2 separate regions of the Sus scrofa genome follow, and region 1 is linked to region 2. The links are chromatin contacts, called in public HiChIP or PLAC-seq maps. All regions are on one chromosome and are shown on one strand. The core of a region is the stretch at or near the end of the contact, and the rest is flanking DNA. Distances in the headings are between cores, read along the strand shown. Region 1 overlaps RASGRF2 (ras-specific guanine nucleotide-releasing factor 2). Region 2 overlaps MSH3 (DNA mismatch repair protein Msh3).

What was found. HiChIP or PLAC-seq counts read pairs in DNA pulled down with a chosen protein or histone mark.
Region 1: an H3K27ac HiChIP or PLAC-seq map of alveolar macrophages shows a contact between it and region 2. The contact joins two enhancer-like sites. A contact is called at or near these places in 1 of 47 Hi-C or Micro-C datasets (epiblast stem cells) and 1 of 2 datasets of contacts at active chromatin or transcription factors (alveolar macrophages).

What each region holds. Positions count from the first base shown.
Region 1 is chr2:89,739,645-89,746,466 of Sscrofa11.1, reverse strand. It overlaps RASGRF2 (ras-specific guanine nucleotide-releasing factor 2), which reads right to left. Exons shown (of 27, transcript XM_021084499.1): 18 at 310-416. Among named protein-coding and RNA genes, the nearest start is that of CKMT2, 71 kb to the left of the region's middle. Within about 2 kb of position 4,111, at least 1 of the 83 cell types and tissues checked has an H3K27ac peak or open chromatin away from gene starts, as enhancers often do. A contact at or near this core is called in alveolar macrophages, where this site is marked.
Region 2 is chr2:89,256,274-89,263,662 of Sscrofa11.1, reverse strand. MSH3 (DNA mismatch repair protein Msh3) reads right to left here. Exons shown (of 25, transcript XM_021084495.1): 2 at 6,108-6,228. It also overlaps the pseudogene LOC110259410. Among named protein-coding and RNA genes, the nearest start is that of MSH3, 4.3 kb to the right of the region's middle. Within about 2 kb of position 1,277, at least 1 of the 83 cell types and tissues checked has an H3K27ac peak or open chromatin away from gene starts, as enhancers often do. A contact at or near this core is called in alveolar macrophages, where this site is marked.

The sequences.
Region 1 (6,822 bases), core at 2,862-5,361, 480 kb before region 2:
AAAAAAATCCTTGCAGAGTTCCCATTGTGGCGCAGCAGAAACAAATCAGACTAGGAACCATGAGGTTGCAGGTTCGATCCCTGGCCTCGCTCAGTGGGTTAAGGATCTGGCGTTGCCCCGAGCTGTGGTGTATGTAGGTCACAGACACGGCTCAGATCTGGTGTTGCTGTGGCTCTGGTGTAGGCTGGTGGCTACAGCTCCACTTAGACCCCCAGCCTGGGAACCTCCATATGCGGCGGGTGCGGCCCTAAAAGGACAAAAGACAAAAAAAAAAGTCCTTGCAAGTAAATACCAAGGCCACTGAATTACCTGTGCGTGCTTTGAGACCCAGTGACGGAGGACGTTCAGTACTCGATTGGTGGCCGATCTACGTATAATGAATTCTTTGTCACATGTTCTCTCGGTGTTGTTAAATCCTTAGGAGGAAAAGAAACACACACATGTTGCAGTTAAAGCCAGCCCTCAGGGGCCTGGAAAAGGTCACTTATTTTAGGACATTAGTTCATGAATCTCCCAAATGACACATCTTGGCAGAGAGGAGCAAGTGGCTTCAGACTGCTGTGGGTTCTGCTTACTCGCCTATCATACCTTCAGCAGCGAGGCCACCACATAGTTACAGGCACGATTCAATGAATAATGTGGACGTATTTACTGAAGGGCAGCGATGAAAGCTGAAGCTGGTCTGAGGACACTTTCATTTGTGCCTGTCTTGTTATATCACATAGAGCCAAGGAGGAGTATTTGAATCAACATGAGTTTACACTCTGGCTCCAAAGTCATGACATAACCACTAACATTTTCTATATTTGTACATGGATGAGCCCATACCTTGGCTCACAGATGATACAAATATGGAGAAGCAAAATCGCACAGAGGTTAAGAACATGAACTTCACTGCCACACTGTCTGGGTTCAAGTCCCTGTCCCCCTGCTGTGCAAGTGATGGCTCCTCTCTGGTGTCCAGGGTCCTCAAGTCCTGCATGGGTTATTAAGGATACCAACCTCAGAGGCTTATTTGGAGATGCAGTTAGTTAATACATGTTAATCAAAATGAGAGCTCAATAAATGTTAGCTACCGTTACAACTCAATATTGGGTCTGTGTCTTGGGGCTCTCTCTGTGCCAGCCCGTGTTCCTACCTTGGCCACCATTTCAGGATTAAGAAACCATTTTCATATTTTTCCACTGAGTCTCTATTTTAAAAGATTTTAAATTATAATTAAGGGACATATTTCCTCTAAGAATGAATTCGAGCCTTAAGCAATGTCACTGGCAAACTTCTTGAAAGTTGTCTCTACTCACTGATTTCATTTTGTCTCCTACTCACTCTGTATCCCATTCCAAGCTTCTCGCCCTATCTTACCATCATTAAGGTCACCAGTAACCTCTGTGTCTGTAGAGCTGATAGCTAGCTATCATCTCTCCATAGGAAATCTCATCTCATGATCACCTACAAGAAAATCACTCATGTCATTAGATCCCCAGATTTATCTGAGCTCTGGCCCCATATATCCAACTGCTTCTTGATACTTTCCCCTCAGATGTTTCAAAAATCTCAAACTCAACATGTGCAAAAGAAAAACCCATAGCCTTTCCACAAAACCTTGCCCTCTTCCAGTGTTTTCTCTCTCTCAGCAAAGGAATACCAACGCCATCCAATTACATAAGCCCAGACCTTTGGAGTTGTTCTTGGCCCATCTCTCTGCTTCTTCCTGATAATTTCACCTGCTCAATAAGTCTCCACTCAATCCCTGTCTTTGTATCTACAAAGGCCAAACTGGATTTGAGCTCCAGCAAGCCTCATCCAGTCTACTGACAATAGCCTCCCAAGCATTTTTTCTTTTTTTCTGTCTTTTTGCCTTTTCTTGAGCCACTCCCTTGGCATATGGAGGTTCCCAGGCTAGGGGTCCAATTGGAGCTGTAGCTGCTGGCCTACGCCAGAGCCACAGCAACGCGGGATCTGAGCCGCGTCTGCCACCCACACCACAGCTCACGGCAATGCCAGATTCTTAACCCACTGAGAAAGGCCAGGGATCGAACCTGCAACCTCATGGTTCCTAGTCGGATTCATTAACCACTGCGTCATGACGGGAACTCCCCAAGTAGTTTCTTTATCATCACTCCTCCCTCCTAATATGGTCACTTTTCTGAACTCAGAAAGATCTTTCTTCTTCTTTTTTTGGTCTTTTTAGGGCCACACCCATGGCATATAGAAATTCCCAGGCTAGGAGTCAAAACAGAGCTGTAGCTGCCAGCCTACGCCACAGCCACAGCCACAGCAGATCCGAGCTGCATCTGTGACCTATACCACAGTTTGCAGCAAGGTCAGGGACTGAACTTGCGTCCTCATCGATGCTAGTCAGATTCGTTTCCGCTGAGCCACGATGGGAACTCCATGAACTCAGAAAGATCTTTCAAAGGGCCAATTAGATGTGTCATTCCCCTGTTTAAAGCCCTTCAATGACTCCTACGATAAATATAAAACTCCTTCACACCCTGCAAGGCCTTCTATGGTTTGGTCCCTAGCTCCCTCTCAGCCTTTTTTGGAGCTGCATTCTTCTCACTATTTCCTCTTCCATTTAAGCTCTCTTGTTTTAGTCCCTCATCCTCACCCCAGGGCCTTTGCACATACTGTTTCCCAGTTATCACTCTTTTTTTCACTCTGTGGAAGCCAGTCTTACTGCACTTCTCCAAAGAGGCCTGGCCCTTCCTGGCTGCATTGGATAAATTCCCCACTGCACATCTCACAGTAACATGCACATTTACTTTCTGACAGTTGCTACATTTGCAGTTTTACACTTCTGTATGTAACTATCTCATCATGATTTATGTCCTCCATGAAGACAGGAATTGGGTATGTTTTTGCTGAGCACAAACACATATGTGGCGGAGTTCCCATCGCGACTCACTGGTTAATGAATCCGACTAGGAACCCTGAGGTTGCGGGTTCGATCCCTGGCCTTGCTCAGTGGGTTAATGATCCAGCATTGCCGTGAGCGGTGGTATAGGTCACAGATGCAGCTCAGATCCCATGTTGTTGTGGCTCTGGTGTAGGCCAGTGGCTACAGCTCTGATTCAACCCCTAGCCTGGGAACCTCCATATGCCTCAGGAGCAGCCCAAGAAATGGCAGAAAGACAAAAACAAACAAACAAACAAACACATACCTGGCATGTGTGGCAGATGGTGGGCACAAAATACATTTGCTGAATAAGCATAAGTGAACAGAAGCTTGGAGAGTAGGAACTTAGTGTTTCTTGCATGTGCTCTAAACATAAGGATGACTGAGTGAAAGACTGAAGGAACAGCCCTCAGAGCTTATGAATGAGTTAGACCAAAAAAGTCCATGAACTTTTAAAGGGCAGAGGCCCCTTCTCCACACTCCTCTTTGAATGGAGACAGGCTTCTTCCACCCTCTAGCAGATACCATCAGAATATGAGGATGATGTGCTTTGGGCCAGACAAGGTATCTGGAAAAAACCTCTTGCTATGAAAAGCTTAGACATTCTGGGTAAAAGATAATAAATATCTTTTAAAATGCACATCTGAGTTCTCAAGAAAATAAGCCTTGTGTTTCCAGGCCCACACAGAGAGATGTGAAAATCAGAACCAAGCCTCTGAACTAATGCTGGCTGCCCTGAGAGCAGAGGTTACAAGGCTTGGAAATTGGGGATGTGGACTGCAAATCCACGTTGTTCAGGAAATGAAGCCCCAGGGCCTTCAGGAAGTGTGGTGACAGAATTAGAACTGAGACTCCCACCTAAAGCTGGAACTCTCAAAAAACCATCCCCTCTGCCCAAGAGAGGATGAGGGAAAAATTTTCCATTCTGCACAAGGGGACAGTTAAGAAAGGTGACTATCTTAGCCTGGATCTCAGTGAGAGGGAAGAAAAAAAAAAGCCTCCCTGAAAATTGATAATACAAGTCCACCTCATGCAGGTTCCACACCACTGGGTCACCCAGGCCAGTGACAACCCTGATCCCAACAAAAGCTCACACAAAACCTCTCTATGGGGGCCGAGGGGGACGGGACACACACACACACATAGTCAACCCTAGCCAATACTGGATTACTAATAAGAAAGCTCCAGAAGAAAAACTCACAACCCCAAGTTACAAAATACACAAGTCTTGCACTACGAACAAGGGTCACCAGATACAAAGGTCAGGAACTCCCCACCTCACCCAACTCCTCCACCACCGCCAAGAATTTCAGAAGCTGGAACTACGCAATAGTTCTAGTTAAAATATCCTAAAATTAGGATGTTTATAAAGACTAAAGATATAAAAGCGGCAACTGAAAACATGTGAAAAGATTGAAAAAAAAATTTTTTTTTTTTTTTTTTTTGCTTTTTTAGAGCTGCACCCTCAGCGTAGGGAGGTTCCCAGGTTAGAGGTCTAATCAGAGCTACAGCTGCTGGCCTATACCACAGCCATAGCAACTCAGGATCTGAGCCTTATCTGTGACCTACACTATAGCTCATGGCAACTCCAGATCCGTAACTCACTGAGTGAGGCCAGGGACCAAACCTGCAACCTCATGGTTCCTAGTTGGATTCATTTCCACTGCACCACAAAGGGAACTCCTGCAAAATATTTTCAAAGTCAAATTTTACAAGAATCACATAAAACATCTTCAAATTAATAGTAGTATTCTTTCAATTATTGCTGAAAAATAGACAAATAGCAATTTAAAAGAGATTACAATAAATAAAAACAGGTTAACCCCAGTTGAATAAAGTAAACTGTAAAGAGATCGGAAAAACAGATCTGAGAAAATTACCCAAATGCAGTAAGAGCTAAAGAGATAAAAAACAGAAAAAAGGGTGTTAGGAGTTCTCATTGTGGCACAGCGGGTTAAGGATCTAGCATTGTCTCTACAGTGGTGTAGGTTTGATCCCTGGCTCAGCACAGTGGGTTAAGGATCTGGCGTTGCCACAGTTGCAGTGTTAAGTCACAAACTGCAGCTCAGTTCTGATCTCTGGCCCAGGAACTCCATATGCTACAGGGCAGCAAAAAAAAAAAAAAAAAAAAAAAAAAAAAAACAACAAGAAAGAGGATAGAGGCCTTTGATTTTAGAAACACTGCCTATTTAAACTACCAATTTAGAAATTCCCTAAACCAGACACATGAACCTTCTCTCTGAGGGGCAAATCTGTAATAAGTCTTGATAGATCAAGTTTTATAAATGAAGATGCTGCTCATCCACTAACTGAAATTGCCTTAGTGGGGCTCTCATGTATTAAGACATGTGTAGTCTTGCTGTAATATAGCACATTATGTCCACACTCCCGATCAGACAGCCCACCTCCCCATTTTTCACAAATTTAAAGCTCTATGAGCAAAGCAACAATTTTCTGCAAATCACCAGATAGCCTCCTTATTACAAGCTGTCATCTAAGCTGGGGGTTGCTTGAGCGATATTTATATCTGAATTTAAACATAAACTATACCACTAATTGGTGGTGATACCCACCCAGAAGCCATTCTGTCCTAGAATCATGGATCCACCCCCAAGGAGTTCTTGTGCCCATTTTTTTGGAAGAGCAAACAGCAAATCTTTGTAGCGCTTTAAACATCTTTCACTGGTCAGGTATGACTGCACAATCAAACTCTACATATATAAGGAGAGTTCATTTTACTAATTAACATCTGGAATACCCACATCTTTTCAATTTATGCACACTCTCTTTCATCATTGTTGTAGGCACTGGACAAAAGGGCTAATCTGGGCAACAAAAGCCATCTGGAAAAATGATAAGAACCAAATCACCACATGTGTGATTCTATCTTATGGTCCTTCCTCCCAGACACTTTGTCAGTCCATCCCTTAGAGTAATTGGTAGATGCGACATCTCTCTCATTAGCTGTAACTCCTTGGTGCAGGGATCTTATCCTGAGCATCTTTGTACACAGGCACTCAGCAGTTATACTTGTTAACAAAAAGTGCATCACTCCCTGAAAACTATTTGAAAGTATCTGCAGATGCTATACCTGAATTAAGGGCATTCTATCACCATATTACCATGATGATGATGTATTTGAAATCTGTCAAAGAAAGACATACAATAAAGTAATGGGGAGCAAGCAAGGAAATTTTAAAATAGAGAAAGAGAGGACATTTATTTATTTATTTATTTTGCTCTTTAGGGCCATACTCAGGCATATGGAAGTCGCCAGGTTAGGGGTAGAATTGGAGCTATAGCTACCAGCCTATGCCACAGCCACAGCAACGCAGGATCTGAGCTGCGCCTAAAATCTACACCACAGCTCAGAGCAACCCGGATCCTTAATCCACTGCCCATTGAGCGAGGCCAGGGGTGTAACCTGCATCCTCATGGATGCTAGTGGGATTCGTTTCCACTGTGCCACAACAGGTACTCGGACATTTTTGATTTTATTCTTCAAATGGTGTGACACTTAGCTAACTTCACTGACTATTTTTAAAGGCAAGTAAAATAATGGCGAGATGGAAATAAGATTACATGTAGGCGACGTGGATTATGGGCTTGTCCAGTTAGAGCTACCCCGAGACTGCCTGAGGACATACTGTCAAAGACAAGGAAGTCTTGAATGGGGTGAGGTGTTTTAATATCAAAAGTAGGAGTTCCCACTGTGGCACAGTGGGTTAAGGATCTAGCATTGCCGTAGCTGTGGCTTAGGTCACAGCTACAGCTCGAATTTGATCCCTGTTCTGCCGAAAGAAAAAAAAAGTAGATCACCAAGAAGTGGACCATGGAACTGTCATTAATGCCAACAAAGCATCTTTAGGCCTTCCTCTGACTTTTGCGTAAAATCAGGAAGAGCCAAAAAGCACAGATAATAT
Region 2 (7,389 bases), core at 28-2,527:
CATGCCATCCAGACTAAGGAAGACCCAGAAACTTCAGGTCCACATGAGCCACGGCCGCATCAGCAAACACCAGAAGCACCCAGGAGGCCGGGGGCAATGAGGGTGGCCTGCATCAGCACAGGATCAACTTTGACAAATGATTCTTTGGGAAAGCTGGAATGAGGCAATACCACTTAAAGAGGAACCAGAGCATCTGCCCAAGTGTCAACCTTGATAAACGTGGACCTTGGTCAGCAAGCAGACACGGGTAAATGCTGCAAAAAACAAGACTGGAGATGCTCCTATCATTGACGTGGTGTGATTGTGTTACTACAAAGTTCTGGGGAAGGAAAAGCTCCCAAAGCAGCCCGTCATCGTGAAAGCCAAATTTTTCAGCAGAGGAGCTGAAGAGAAGATTAAGGGGTGTGGTGGGGCCTGTGTCCTGGTAGCTTGAAACCACGTGGCAGGAAATTCATTCAATGTTGACATGTGCTTTTCAAAAAAAAAAAGGATCCAGTGTTGCTACAGCTGTGGCACAGATTGCAACTGCAGCATGTGTTCAACCCCTGGCCTGAGAACTTCCATATGCCATGGATGTGGTAAAAAAAAATGAGAATAAATAAAATAAAACATACCAAACCATTATAATTCCTGAACTATAAAACACATTAAGAGAAAGAACTGGTACACAAGAAATTACCCAGAGTTACAGGGGTTTTTTGTTTATTTGTTTTTGTCTAATTTCCATATGCACCCGTGGCATATGCAAGTTCCCCAAAGTTAGTTTTTTCTTAATGCTCCTAGGATCATCTATCTTGAGTCTTCTAAAAAAAACCAGGGGGAACCATGAATATGTTATTGGTGGGAAGAATGACGCTTACCTAGGGAAGCCAAAATCTTTCATTGCCTTCCTCACAGATACCCAAGAGAAATTTTAACACCGCATAAGGCCCTCAAGGTAAAAAATTACATTGGAAGCCTTCTGAAGTGAAAAGCCTCCAAGAGCTAGGAAACCCTCAGGCCTGAGAGACACAGACAGAGGTCCAGTCCTTCCACTGGGCCTTGAGGAAGACTGTAACCACTGCGGAAAACCGAGCTCTTGGAAAATTGAGTACTATGAAAATTAAAGGAGAAAGCTCACTAAAATGGAGGTGGGAGGCCAGAAGGGAGAGCTCTCCTGCTCGTACCACCCAAAGTCAACACAGACGCCAAAGGAAGAGACATACCAAGCACCTCCTGCAGCGAGTGACATTGCTTTCCCACACCAGCAGGAGACAGGAAGATGTTCTCCTTGCCTGGCAACAGTGCAACCAAGAGAGACTGTCACAACTCAGTCAAAAAAACTTGGGAAGTCCCAGTTTCCTCCAACAGACTTTCTGTCCACAGACTTTTATAAAAGCCCCACCCAACACTCTCTTCTCTTCTATAAAATTTCCTCTCCTTTGCCCTGCCCAACTTGTGTGTGGTTTGCCACAGCTGCATGTCATGAAGGGCAGTTCTTGACTACTCCCAAATGAATTCATTTAGCTGGTAAAATAACTGGCTGGTCTATTATTTTTGGTTAACAGTACCCAAATAAGCCTTAGCAACCCCATATTATACTTAATATAGTCCTATACTTTTTTTTAGGCTGCACTCTCAGCATATGGAGGTTCCCAGGCTAGGGGTCCAATCGGAGCTATAGCTGCCGGCCTACACCACAGCCACAGCACTGTAGGATCCAAGCCGCATTTTCGACCTACACCACAGCTCACGGCAATGCCGGATCCCCAACCCACTGAGCGAGGCCAGGGATGGAACCCGAATCCTCATGGATACAAGTCAGATTTGTTCCACTGCACCACGACAGGAACTCCCTATTCCTATACTTAAAACCTTATATTATTTCCATTTCTGAAGATGCAATGAAATGAATTATCAAATTGCCACAACATGAGATTAAGACTTGGTAGCATTATCACTAATGACTCTGAGCCCTTAAGAGGATATAACCTAGAAACAAGGCCACCAGATGCTGTCCCAACATGTTAAACAGATGGAAAATCCCTTGTTAAAAATCTTTCACCAAAATTAACTTCGCTGTTTAAGATTTAATATTTTGTGTATCATAAAATGCAAATACAGAATAGTTTTTTCCTCTCCTCTCTTTTGAGGCATTCCCCTCTAGGCCTAAGTTATAAGGGATCAAGGAGGTAGGAGAATTACATTTTAAATAAAGAATTTTATTTATTTTTATTTTTATTTTTGTGCCATGCCTATGGCATGTGAAGTTTCCAGGCCAGGGACTGAGCCTGCACCACAGCAGTCACCCAAAGCATTGCAGGGACAATGCTGGATCCTTAACCCACTACTCCATAAGAGAACTCCTAAATAAAGAATTTTAATCTAGAAGGATGCATGGAGTAGATGCTGAAGTGTCACCATAAACAGATTTAATTTTTTTTTTTTTTTGGTCTTTTTGTCTTCTTAGGGCCAAACTCGCAGCAAATGGAGGTTCCCAGGCTAGGAGTCTAATCAGAGCTATAACTGCTGGCCTGTGCCACAAAAGTCACAGCAATGCAGGATCTGAGCCGCATCTGCAACCTACACCACAGCTCATGGTAACACCGGATCCTTAACCCACTGAGCAAGGCCACGGATCAAACCCGCAACCTCATGGTTCCTAGTCGGAGTCGTTTCTGCTGCGCCACAACAGGAACTCCCTATTTTTAAAAATCTGTTTCGTAACCTGTTTTACAGATAAAATAATCTATCATGTTAAAGAAAAAAAAAAAAAAGAAACACCTTTGGCTATTAAAAACATATTTTAAGTTGGTTGCACTAAACACAATGTTCAAGCAAAACTAGTCTACACTGAAATCAGGATAGTGGTTATCCTTACTGTGGGGAGGAGAGGTTGTCAGTCAAGAGAGCACAGGAGATTTCTGGGGGTCTTAGCAATATAGCTTCTTGATCTAAGCGATGGTTACATAGGTGACTCAATGTGTGAAAATTTATCAGGCTTATGATTCTCTATACAAGTTAAACATCTACAAAGAACTGAAAACAACAAATCAGTGTCTACAGATCCCAGGTTCTCAAAAATTGTTTGGGGAGTTCCCACTGTGGTACAATGGGTTAGGAATACAACTGCAGTGGCTTGGGTGGCTGTGGAGACATGGGTTCAATAACTTCCACATGCCACGGGTGCAGCCATTAAAAAAAAAAAAATATATATATATATATATAGTATAGACAATGAATATTTGAGGGAAAAAAGGAACTCAGGCAGATCCACATGATGGGATATCACTCAACAATAAAAAGGAATGACATGGAGTACTAAAAATCAGACAGAAAGTAAAATGGTTATTGCCAAGGACTGGGGGAGGGAAAATGGAGAGCTATATTTAATGGCTATAGAGTTTCAATTTTACAAGATGAAAAAAAGACTTCTAGAAATGGATGGGGGTGATGGTTGTACAACATTATGAATGTAATTAATACCACTGAAATATACACTTAAAAATGGTTACAATGGTAGAATTTACATTATATATATATATGTATTACCATAATAAAAAAAAAATCGAAAAAAAATTTAAGGAGTTCCCTTTGCGGCACAGCAAAACAAATCTGACTAGTATCCATGATGCTGCAGGTTCAATCCCTGGCCTTGCTCAGTGCGTCAGGCACCGGGTGTTGCCATGAGCTATGGTGTAGGTCACAGACATGATTTGGGTACCATGTTGCTGTGGCTGTGGCACAGGCCAACAGCTGCAGCTCCAACTGGACCCCTGCCTGGGAACTTTCATATACTATGGGTGGGGCCCTAAAAAGCCAAAGGAAAAAATCTTTTTTTAAAGAGAGGAGGTACTGCTACATGCTACAACATGGATGAACCTTGGAAACATTATGCTAAGAGAAAGAAACCAGACAAAAAGGCCACATATCGTATGATTCTATTTATGTGAAAGGTTCAGAATAGGCAAATCTCTAGACAGAAAATAGATTCACCTTTGCTTAGGTCTGGGCAGGGTGGGGGGGTACATTGGGGGAAAATAGGAAGTGAGTGCTAATAGGTACTGAGGTCCTTTCCGGATGATGAAAATGTTCTAAAACTGACTTTAATGAGGGTTGCGCACTTCAGTGAATATATGAAAAGTCGTTGAATTGCACATGCTAAATGGGTAAATTATATCACATGTGGTTATACCTTAATGATTCTGTTACTTAAAAAAAAAAAAATTGAGGTAGAGCAATCATCCAGTTTTGACTGGTGAATGCCCCTCTTTCTCCTTTCTGAGTGTGGATTTTTAACAAGTAGCAAAGGTTTTATTTCAAAACACTTCAAGTCTGTCACCCCGTTTCCACCTCGGCTCTCCTGGGTGCCTGGGTAAGTTAGTGGGTAATGTGGTAACCCTCCATTCTCACCTACTGCCTCCCTCTTCTATAAAAGGTAGATAACAAGGGTTGTTGGGAAGAATAAAGAACTACAAAAAGCGGGGAGTTCCCGTCATGGCGCAGTGGTTAATGAATCCGACTAGGTTGCGGGTTCGGTCCCTGCCCTTGCTCAGTGGGTTAACGGTCCGGCGTTGCCTTGAACTGTGGTGTAGGTTGCAGATGCGGCTCGGATCCTGCGTTGCTGTGGCTCTGGCGTAGGCCGGTGGCTACAGCTCCGATTCGACCCCTAGCCTGGGAACCTCCATATGCCGCGGGAGCGGCCCAAAGAAATAGCAAAAAAAAAAAAAGAAGAAGAACTACAAAAAGCCTCTACAACAATGGCTGGTAAACAATGGGTGCTCATTAATGGCTTGGAGAATTTACTGAAAAACTGAATAGATCAGGTAAAGAAACAGGTACTGCAGATACTCGATACAGAGTAATGAAGCAAAAAAACGTAGAAAATGCCAACATTAGCACATGGCAGATGTGTCAAGTCATGCATCTTATCACAGTCCTTTCAGGTAGGACCGGGGAAAGGGTATCATCAGATTTATCCTTCTCTGAAGCCACGTGTCTCCATTCCCATAGTTATTTCATACTAAGGCTTTCATGCTGACCCTAAATCCAAATTTTGCCTTTTGAGGAAGGACAGATATCTTACATCCCTGATCCACTGAATCATTTTCTTTGGTATCATTTTCTTTACCTAATTCTCTGGGGATAATGAAGAAAGGAGCATTTTCTTTCCTCCCTTATCACAAATTGTCTAAGGCCGAAAACAAGAGGAAAATCTGCTCAACCATCTGTATCCAACACCTCCTCTAGACAAGAGCTCAGAAACGGCGGTTTTATCCAAAACCTTTTAGCATACAGAAAAGGCAGCTCCATGATTTAAAAAAGGACAGGATATGTCCTGACATTGAAAATTGTTCAGGAGTTCCCACCGTGGCTCAGTGGAAACGAAATCTGACTAGCATCCATGAGGACTCGGGTTTGACCCCTGGCCTCGCTCAGTGGGTTAAGGATCCAGTGTTGCTGTAAGCTGTGGTGTAGGTCACAGATGCGGCTCAGATCCGACCTTGCTATGGCTATGGTGTAGGCCAGTGGCTGCAGCTCCAATTCAACCCCTAGCCTGGGAACCTCCATTTGCCACAGACACAGCCCTAAAAAGACACAAAAAGTAAAAAGAAAATTTTTCAAAATGGTCTAAGTGGGAAAAAATAATTGCAAAGTAATATATACAGTATAATACAATTTATAAAATGTTAACTAATTTCTGGGTCTATATGTAGACATACAGATGTGAATAAACAGAAAAACCTGGAAGAATGTACAGCACCCCCCAAAATTTCAGTAGGCTTTACTAAAAGGGAGGGATTGTGAATGTCTACCGTCTACATTTCTGTACTGTTTGTAGTTTTTATAACAAGAATGTTTTACTTTCATAATCAAAACAGAAATTAGCTTGAGGGAAAACTGGGAGAACTACAGCCCAACTGCAGAAATCCAGCTCTTACCTCCACTCCCCAACCCCCTACCTTCACCACCACTTATGAAGGGGCCACTCGACACAAGCACAGTGGAGACCTTTCTCCACAAAGCAAAACATGGTTCAATTCTCCAATACCTTCCTCTGCCCTCGGAAGAATGCAAGCGTATCATAGCCATGCTGGTGAATGAAGAGAAACTGCCGCAGAGCTCACCAGGGTTCTCGGACATCACTGAATCACTTCTTCCTTCCTTTTCTTGGGCTTTCTTTGCCTTCTTTTTAACAGGCTCATCATTCTCGAGGGGTCTCTTTTTACTTCTGTCAATGTCTGCAGCCTATGTTAGAAAAAGACCTGTTATCTCTAATCTCAAAACTTGGATGTATGCAAAATAACTTAAACCTTACTTCTCAATGACAGCAAGGTCCTTGCCATCCACTATCACACAATCATCTACTTAGAGCTAGGAATTAATTGTTTTTACCATCATCAGAGACAGGGTGGAGAAAGGCAGGTCAGGAATCGGGGCACATCAAGCCCTGCTAGAATTAGAATCAAGGCTGCTACTTGAGTTTTCTTCATTCCATCAGCCTTCCCCATCTCAGATTATGAATCACCCTACTTACATATATTAGGTAAAATACCTTTAAGAAGAAAACTAAAATTTAGAAAAAATGAATCTAGATAATGAAAGAACAGTATCATTTTGGAATGTTGATAATTTCACAGTTTTATGTTCAGACTTGGCTGACATTCACCACTGAGGATGCCACAAGATTATGGACTATATGCTGGTAGAAATCCTGCCAAAGACTTAAGTCCCTCACCAAACAGCCTCTAGATGGGAGGCATAAAATAAATTCTTGGTGAATTCATGAAAACGTAGACTATGGTCAAAAAAACAAGGACAGGAGAGGGGCAATCACTCTCCTGAAGAAAAATAAAGGGAACAAGACTTTGAAGCAGCCAAACCATCACGGTCTTAAAACTGGGAGGGTGCCTAAAAGCCAATCTGCAATCCCCTTCAACATTCAGTTTAAGAAATGCTGTACCAGGGAGCCCCAGGGAGGGTTCACCCTTAGGCCTTCCCCCTGTGGCAGTGTCCCTGGTTTAACAAGAAAAAAAAAATCGTTGCTGTGGCTGTGGCGTAGGCCAGTGGCTACAGCTCCAATTAGACCCCTAGCCTGAGAACCTCCATACGCCGAGGGAGCGGCCCTAGAAATGGCAAAAAGACAAAAAAAAAAAACAGAAACCTACTTATTTTACTCAGTGGAAGGGTGGCGAGCAACAGGAAGAATCCAACGACTAACCATCACACCTGCGCCATATTAAGAAACTTTATCCACCCAAACTGTTTTATCAGACTTTATCATCTGAACTACAAGGAGTGCAGTCACGGGGGAAATGCACAATATGACTTTTACTGGTAATCGCTTGAAACATTGAGCAAACCTGTTGCAGCCTTAAAAACTAAAGATTTAAGGGCAGTTTTCTTCTA